2 separate regions of the Mus musculus genome follow, and region 2 is linked to region 1. The links are chromatin contacts, called in public Hi-C maps. All regions are on one chromosome and are shown on one strand. Each heading gives the region's core, a stretch centred on a gene start, on an enhancer-like site or on the middle of the called end of the contact. The rest is flanking DNA. Distances are from core to core; before and after follow the strand shown. Region 1 overlaps Nrxn3 (neurexin III). Region 2 overlaps Nrxn3 (neurexin III).

Region 1 (4,202 bases), core at 523-3,022:
GATTTTGACACTGTAAGCTTTAGGTCTAGTCTCAAGTTAAAAAAAATATCAAGCCACCCAAAGGCTGATAGTAAAGTCTAATAATCAAAGGATTGGTAGGATGGCTAAAATGTAATAAATATATTCCATTTATAAACTTGAAGATCTGATTATTGTTCCTTTTTTATTTTATATATGCTTGGATTTATAATTAATAGATCTTATACGTTAAAGAAATCTACATATAGGCACTAAACACCTTTTTGTGTTACTCGGACAGCTCATAAATTCCAGCTACGTGTTGGACTTAGAGGTATCAGATAATGTTTGCTGTATGATTTCTAGTAAAATGAATTGTGAATTCTCTGATTGAAATATAATTTTAATATCCTTTACTGTGTATGGCTGAGAAAAGTTCATTCCAAGTTCATTTTTTTCTCCCTGATGTGAACTAAGTTCTGCTACTGTTGCCCGGCTCTAGGCAATTATCATGAAGAAATTCCAGGGAGCCCAGAGGACCTTTCCTTCAAATACCTGTTCACCTAGAGTGCTTGAGGCATTCAATACTATTAGTTCCTGCATCCCTTTGAAATATGTACATTATTTCATCTTTATGGGAACACAGTTTTGACCCTTGGAGTGTATAGATAATCTCCCCTGCAGTATAAGAAAATTTTGACCTTAAGCAAATATTATAGAATTCTGGACCCCCAAATTTTATGTAGCAAAGGCTTGAGGGATGTGTACTCTCATTTTAGGTTTCTCGCTTTCTACTCCTTCTTCCCTTTAACTGCAATTTCCAGTTGGCTGTAAGAATTCTCAAGACATCAGTACTACATTTTCTTGCACCGTATTCTCATAATTTTGTGAGAGCTTGTGCACACTGAAACGCAAAGCTCCGGTTCCTTACTATACCTTTTGCTCACAGTTGACCTGGGTCATCTTTGCTGTCAGTTGCTTGTATTGGGCTTAAGCTTTCAGGTGGAATGATGCTAATACAGGTCAGTTCTGTTCCATCCAGGGGATTATGTCCCATCAGGCAGCCTTGGCATTCCCCTTTGTTAAAGAACAACAGAAGGCAAGATAAAGTGTTTGATGATTGGATTAAGGGGGATGAACTTATAAATTGTGGTCATCTACCCCCTCACCCCCCGAGAAGGTAGGCATAAGGTAAAGTATGATTTGCTTCTGTGTTAATCCTATGATTTTCTGGTCCCATGGCTTAGAAAGTTGAGGATTTGTCAAGTGGCTAAAGAAGGACAACCCAAGGTTACATAGATTCGATGAGTTTGTTTAGAAGTTCAGAAAATAAACCCTACCACTTTTAGATATCTGCATAAGGAAGTATGTTTCAATATTTTGGGGTCTCAAGAAAAAAACTATTTCTCTTTAAGAAATTAAAAAATATTCCTATGAATTAATCTATTATACTCTGTCACCCAAATTAAAATAGCCATACTATTTTTTTTTAAAAATCATGACTTAATTTTAAGATAATGAGGAAGTTCAAGTATACAGAAATTAAAGAAAATCGTCTTTGCCATGGTAGTAAGTGTAAATGTTTTGTTTTATTTAATCAATTTTGCAATTTATAACATGGAAATTATATGCAACTATAAACAAATGAATATTTGAGAACCAGCTTCCATCTCCAGCCCCTCCCCATTTTTGTTTTCTTTAATGAAATCCACATTGTAAGTTAAAGTCTTTCCATTGGTGCTGGTGGTTCAGGGTGAGTGGGATGCTTATCATGGGGACTTGCTACTTACACGCATGATTAAATTCAGTTGTCAGGTTTGGACAGGAGAGATCCCCTCCTCTTCCCCAGGAAGTCTGTAGAGAAGGGCTGGGATGGAGAGGATATTCATTTTCCAGTTTATAGAAGAAGGGTCCATCCATCATGATCAAAGAAGAATATTTCATGCCGTCCACCTCTGGTGAGGGCTGCAATAAATATTCTATCCTCTCCCCAACTTTGTTTCCTGCTCTGATTAAAATTCACCTTATAAACAGATAGGATGGCTTGAGATTATGAAATCAAAACACACAAGAATTATTCAGTCTCTGTTGCTCATTTTCTCCTCTGTGAATAATTTCTGCTGACAGGTGACCAGTGAGGCCATCTGTCTCTTTATTACACAAGCCTGTGGTGGGTCCCGTCTCCTCTGCCCTGGAGTTAAATGAAGGTTTCTTTGACAAGAGAATAATATAGGCCAGCAAATGTAATGCGATTTTAGGACATTCATGATTTCTTTTTAGGAATATGAACACAAATATTTTCTTCCTATGATTGAAATGTAAGTATTTCTTAAAGATTCAGGTAGATACATATCATTAAAATAACCCAACCATTCTCAGTATTAGGAAGTCTAGAAAAACTACTAATGTTTCAGAATTTGTAGTGTCATTTTCTTTGAGTATTTCATTTATTTTGATCCATTCAAATGATTCATTGGGGGGGGGATGTCTATGTCATAATAGATTGCTTTATTGTTCAACATAGCCTCTAAATTTGATTAGGAAAATGAAATCTACGAAGTACCTCAGCTATAGATTTTGGAAAAAAATGATTTGAATGTAATGTTCACTTCTCTTTCTGTGTTAGTTCAGAGGGAAAGGATTTTGATTGTTTGTTTGTTTGTTTGTTTGTTTTAAAAGACAACTGTAAAACTAACAAACTATTCACCCACCTATTCATCACCATTTTGGTCATATCTGCACTTCACACATGTTATCCCTAGAGGAGATTATCCAGTGCCAATTGGAGGGGAACTCATCCCTAGACTGATAATGTTCTTCCGGTTATTTGTTGAAGTTTGCCAAATGACTAAAGACTTACGGAGTCCAGACAGGGAAGCCACTTTTCCCTTAGTGGAAATCTATTTTTATGATTCCTGTTCTACCATATGAATATAATCAGATAGAAATTAGAATGTACTAGCTAAGAAATGAAATAAAACTTATAAGAAACACTTTGGGAAACTTTTCTAAGACTTCAGACCACGGCAGACTAATCTATTTCCTCTTGATTCTGTTTATAGTCTTTCATTTGATTACCATTACCTCAACAGAGAGAACTGAGATGTAATCTTTGGGATAGCCGTCTCAAAAGTTACAGAGCTAGGAGACAGGGAACGGAGGTGGCAATCCAGCTTTACCTATGAGAAATGAGTTCCTTTCTCTATGATATCACCTTGTTGTATGCAAAGATACAAGGTAGGATTACAACCACATTCCCACAGAGGAATGCAATAGAATCCAGCCATAGTCTAGATGGCCAGACACTGGTCACCTAAATGCCTAGTGCTATAAGAGGATACTTGGCAAACAGGAGTATAGACAGATGGTGCCCAACCCACACATCTCTATTTATGTAGAGGCCCCCAGTGTTTGTGTTAGCAGGTTTGGATGTTAATAAAAGAAATTGTTTGTTCTTTCTTTTTATGCCTGCAATTCATTTTTAGTGTAGATTTAAAAAGAAGAATTTGTAAGATCACTAGATACCAAGAGACGTGTGAGCAAAGCCAAAAGTGTATTAGGTTTAAAAGGGAAAGCCTGTGCATACATTATAAACAAACAAACAAATAAACAAATAAATGTTTGCCATTTGTCCACTAGAGGGTACTGTGAGTCCATTGGTCAATTTAATGGATAGGATCTTTTTTTTTCTTTTTCTGCTTTTTTTTAAATTCCTCCTTTTCCCCATGTTGGTCAAGGGAAAATGGAGGGAATCAGGACTAAGAGGAGTAAACAGTGGATATTCTCAATGTGAGTTTTTTCTCAGTCATGACCCTTCTTTATAAGCAAGAAAATTAAACACATTTGGAGAGTTTCAACATGCTCTTGTCAGTGTCCTTGTTATAAACCATACTCATGTATTTTGATAAAGAGCATTGATACTCGGAATCAGGTAAGTTCCTGTTATGAGCAGATATTTCAACAGGAAGCACTGACAAAAATGCCTTTCCTCCTACAGACAGTGTGTGGGAAATAGATGGCATGAATGAGAAATGACTAAAATACCATCCAACTGAGTCTGTCATTTGAGGTTCCCAATGAAGGACGATCGCTTTTGAGATTGCTCTAGGACACATGCACAGCTCAACAAGTGCTTTCCTTTTCTTAAAGTCTGTTATCAACGAAAACAGAAAAGGCAAGGCATGACCCTGTAATTTCCTTGAATTTGTCCAAAGCACGAAGTTTCTGTCTGAATATTACTATGT
Region 2 (4,579 bases), core at 1,361-3,860, 240 kb after region 1:
GCCATTGATTGACATGGGTCAAATGTAATTTGGACATTCTGAGTGAGTTCCTGGGAGGTTAGATAAGGTCAGAAGATCCCTTGAAGTTCGCCATGGATGAAACTATAACTTCTACCACTGGTTAGTTTAAGTAGTAGCATGCTTTGATGTCGAAGAAAAAAAAAGTGGTTCCAAAACAAGTTCAGTCTAGTTCTGAATGTCTCTAGATCTTTCTTTGCATTGTTTGTATTTTTGGGAAAGAGGTTCTTTGTTGAGGAAGGCACCCTGTCACTTAGAATCTTACTGCTCTTCAGGAAACGTTCCTGAAAAGCCTTTCGTGTGACAAAGGAGAGTGTTTTTCTATTGTCCACAGAGGGACTTGGGGTGCCTAGAAAGCGGTGGTGACAGCTCCATGAAGGATGAAGTAAGAACATTCAAAGATGATTCTATCTGTAGCTTTAGAAAATGAAACTGGGAGTCAGATAACTGTGACCAGTATTTCTGTTACTCAAAAACTTCTGTAGAAGATAACTTGAGAAGAAGGTCTCCAGGCCAAGGATAGAGTTTTTGCTAATCACGTGTGTGACTTGTTTGCTCAAAAGATAAACAAATGGTGGGGTTTCTTTAAGTGACTCCATTGTTAAACTCATAGTTTCAGCCCATGGACAAGCTTTTACTTGGTCAGCAGGAAATTATCTAAGAATAGTGCTGGAGTGAACTGACTTAGCTATCCCCTCTATTTCTGCCCTATATTCTAAATTCTTCTCTCTTGACCATTCATCTTCTTATAGTCTGGGAGAGAAAGGAGATCTAATAACTAACTACATGCGTCCCTATAACATCCTGGATGCAATCCAAAGACCTACTTTCAATGCCCATTGTCGTTGGAGATTAGTAAAATGTTTTCTGTTGGTTTAGGACATAGTCAATAAAACCCATAGTGGGCAGTGGTGCAATGAGAATATTGTGTTAATCCTAGTTGATCCTAAGTATTGTGTGGCAGAAATGCATTTTGAGCCATCTGTTATCTGTGAAGAAAAGAAAAGAGCAATCAGTCTCAAGTAATGGGGAGAATCAGCTCATTTGTGAAGACTGTTACTTAATGAAGTTCCTTGATGGATTCCAGAAAGAGCTGTGGACATTGCAGTTTGTTTCCTTAAACTGCTTTGCATATCTAATGAGAAAGGTAAAACCTTGAGCCTGCTTGCTTGTTTTCTTCAGGCCAAGGTTTGCTAGTTTAAAGTGTGTGGAAGACGTGAGACAATGACTCCTATGACTTCTAGTCATGACAGGGAAGCTGCACCCAAGAGATCTCAACAATATGGTTGCCCAAACAAGTCTTGAATTAGGAAAAGAGCAGTCAGCATCCTGAAATGGACAGAGCAAATGTTACAAGGCCACATTCCAAGACAAAGAACTATAGATAATCTGTGGCTGCTAAGAGTCAGTTTTGTCCATGGACAGGCCCCCTGGATGGGTTATTTATTCCCAAGTTGTCAGCCCTAAACACAGACGTGTACAAGCAACACTAAATAAACTCAGTAGGTCATGAACTTGAGAGAAAGCAGAGGCAGGGTTGGAGGACTTGGATGGGGTATAGGGAAATATAAGAATGATGTAAATACAATGCTCATATATTTTGTACTGAATAGCAGAGAGCCATATTCTCAGGCCAAGGCCTAAACCGCCTTTCTGTTGGGCTCTTCTCCCAAGCCAAGTTTATTAGCATGTTAGCTTCAGACCACTCTGACTGCCATCAAATCAGATGGAGGGTGAAGACCTATAAGGAGAAAAAGTTGGCTTGTATTTTAGGCTCAGAGGTGTACCTCAGAGGAAAACTGGCTACTACTCTCAAAGATTACCTCTTCCCATTTCTCTCCTTCCTCTCTTCTTCTCTCCTCTCTTCTCCTCTCCTCCCCTCTCTTCTCTTCTTCTTTCTTTGTTATTCCTCCCCTTTTCCTCTTTGTTACCAACCCTTCTTTCACTTCATTTATTTTTACATGATAAAATAATTCCCAGGATGCCTCAGGAGGACAGCTGATTTAAGACCTTTCTCACTGAAAGAATAATAGCTTTCTTCTTTTCCACAACCATCTATTTCATGATGCAAATTATGTTGTTTAATGTTAATTGTCAATTTATGAGAATCTAAAATCACCTGGGAGATAAGCCCATGGGCTTTCCTGAGGAAGTTTATCTTGGTTGTGTTACTTGAGATAGGAAGACCTTCTGTAGATGGCACCCTTCTGTGTATGGGATCCTGGACTTTTTTTATCAATGGAGAAAAGACAGTGAATAGCAATGTGTATCCATTGCTCTATGTTCATAATTTTGTACACATAGTGACACATTCCTCCCAGTTCCTACCTCCTTGACTTGCCTGCAGTAATAAACTACATATACTTAAGCTGTGAACTAGAATAAACCCTTTATCCTTTAACTTGCTTTCATGAGAATATTTTATCACTGAAGCAGAAGAAACTAAAACAAAACTCAGTTATTTCTTCTTGCTGGATGCTTTCCTTGATTTCTTTACTCTGTTTTGAAAATTCAACTCGACTTCTTTAGTCTTACAAAACGCTTGGCACAGAAACAATCACAAAATCATAGGCCATCTGGTCCTACACTGTTGCCAGTCTCTGTACTACTAGAAATGAATTTGCCAGAGAATTCGGGAGGTAGTCTGACCCTTTTCCTAAACCAGTCAGATACTCCTAGTACCAAGTAATAATATTAGCTAATCATAGCTTACCCATACAGATTGCTTAACACACCTGATATTTTATAGTTTATGATTGAAAGCCAATATTTGATCTAGGGTAAGATCCAGAGCCAAAGGGATTGGGTTCAAATTCTGCCAGTTAATCTCTTTAAGCCTTGTGATAAGTAGGTTTTCAAAGTCCCAGTTTATATAAACTGGACGTAATTTTAGTTACTGTAAGTTGTTAACTTAAAAGGAGTGAATAAAAAATAAAATCTTAAACCTGATAAAAAGTGAGATAACATGCTAATTATTCTACTTTATATCCAGTGTTTATCTCCAAATGTTTAAATGTGCTCTTCAAAACCATGAGCTATATATAGAAAGAATAATACTTTGAAACAGTACATAATCTACGTTCTCACTTACTGTAAAGAGCACAGAAGCTGCTTTTACAGTGATACTGATGATTGCAGATGGATAATTGAGAAAGAGAGATGTGGAAGAATTCTGTGACAACCCCTATGTCTCCCCAGCCCGCCCCTGAAAAGTAGCAGCCTAAACAGAAAGCCATTGAAAAGAATTCTTGTTTTAAATTTACTTATTTATCTATTTAAATTTATTTATTCATTTTACATCCCACTCACTGTTCCTCTTCCTGGTCACCTCCTCCCACAATTCTTCCCCCATTTCCAGCACCCCTTCTCTTCTGACACATCAAGTTTCTGCAGGTCTAGGTACATCCTCTTCCACTGAGGCCAGACAAGGCAGCCCAGTTAGAAGAACATATCCGAGGACAGGCAACAGCTTTTGGGCTAGCCCCTGCTCCAGTTGTTCAGGACCCACATGAAGAACAAGCCACACATCTGCTACATATGTGCAGGGAGGCCTAGGTCCAGTCTGCATATGCTTTGGTTGGTGGTTCACTCTCTGAGAGCCCCAGTGTGCGTTAGTTGGTTCTGTTAGTCTTCCTATGGAGTTCCTATCCCCATTTGGTGTTGGCAATTCTTCCTTCTATTTTTCCTTAAGAGTCCCCAAGCTCCATCCACTGTTTGGCTGTAGGTGTATGCATTTGTCTGAGTCAGCTGGTGGGTGGAGCCTCTCAGAAGAGAATTCTTAAAAACTGTGATAGAATGATGAAGCTAGCTCTCTGCAATTGATGGCTTCTAGTGGGGTGTGGGAGTGGAGGATGACTCAGTTCTATTTAAGAGGAAGGCCACTGAGAGTTTGACCATAGTCCAGTGAATATACAAAGGCTACAGATGACCTTATATTTTACTTTTCTTCTTTAAACTTTAAATTGTGAGGTGTGTGTGCACAACGTTGGGGGAGCAGACATGGGAAATGTGTGTGACCAGGGCACATGGTGTGGAATTACCAACAGATCAATAAAAATGTTATGTTGGAACAAAGAAAAGAAATCGCTGCAAAGTGAGAGTGATCTCAGGTGACAAAAGGCATAGCAACTGTGGCAAGAACTAACATACAGATGGATTTTAAGCCTCCTGTGAAACCAAATAGTAGTGCTGTCTTCTTTCTTGTCCCTTGTACATGAGGCAAAGTGGGTTCTACCATACCTCTCCACTTCCAAACGATGGGAATCTAGGGCTGAATATCATGTCAGGAAGCTCAGGACCAGTGAAAAAGGGGAAAGGAGAAGGAAAAGATAATCTTGGGTTTCAGGGTTGCTGAGGCTGACTGAAGTGCCCATTTACATTACATCCATTTTTTTAAAAAGATTTATTTACCTTATGTATACTGTAGCTGTATACTGTATGCTGTACACTGTAGTTGTCTTTAGACATACCAGAAGAGGGCATCAGATATCACTAGAGATGGTTATGAGCCACCGTGTGGTTACTGGGATTTGAACTCAGGAACTCTGGAAGAGCAGTCAGT

What was found. A called contact is a pair of places that touch in the nucleus more often than the background predicts.
Region 2: a Hi-C map of cerebellar granule neurons shows a contact between it and region 1, with 3 times the contacts expected there. The contact joins two enhancer-like sites. A contact is called at or near these places in 3 of 484 Hi-C or Micro-C datasets (cerebellar granule neurons, cerebral cortex and nephron progenitors).

Annotation. Positions count from the first base shown.
Region 1 is chr12:89,551,634-89,555,835 of GRCm38.p6, forward strand. All of the region lies in intron 14 of Nrxn3 (neurexin III), which reads left to right. Among named protein-coding and RNA genes, the nearest start is that of Gm40537, 580 kb to the left of the region's middle. Within about 2 kb of position 1,773, at least 4 of the 459 cell types and tissues checked have an H3K27ac peak or open chromatin away from gene starts, as enhancers often do. A contact at or near this core is called in cerebellar granule neurons, where this site is marked.
Region 2 is chr12:89,786,396-89,790,974 of GRCm38.p6, forward strand. All of the region lies in intron 14 of Nrxn3 (neurexin III), which reads left to right. Among named protein-coding and RNA genes, the nearest start is that of Gm40538, 620 kb to the right of the region's middle. Within about 2 kb of position 2,611, at least 4 of the 459 cell types and tissues checked have an H3K27ac peak or open chromatin away from gene starts, as enhancers often do. A contact at or near this core is called in cerebellar granule neurons, where this site is marked.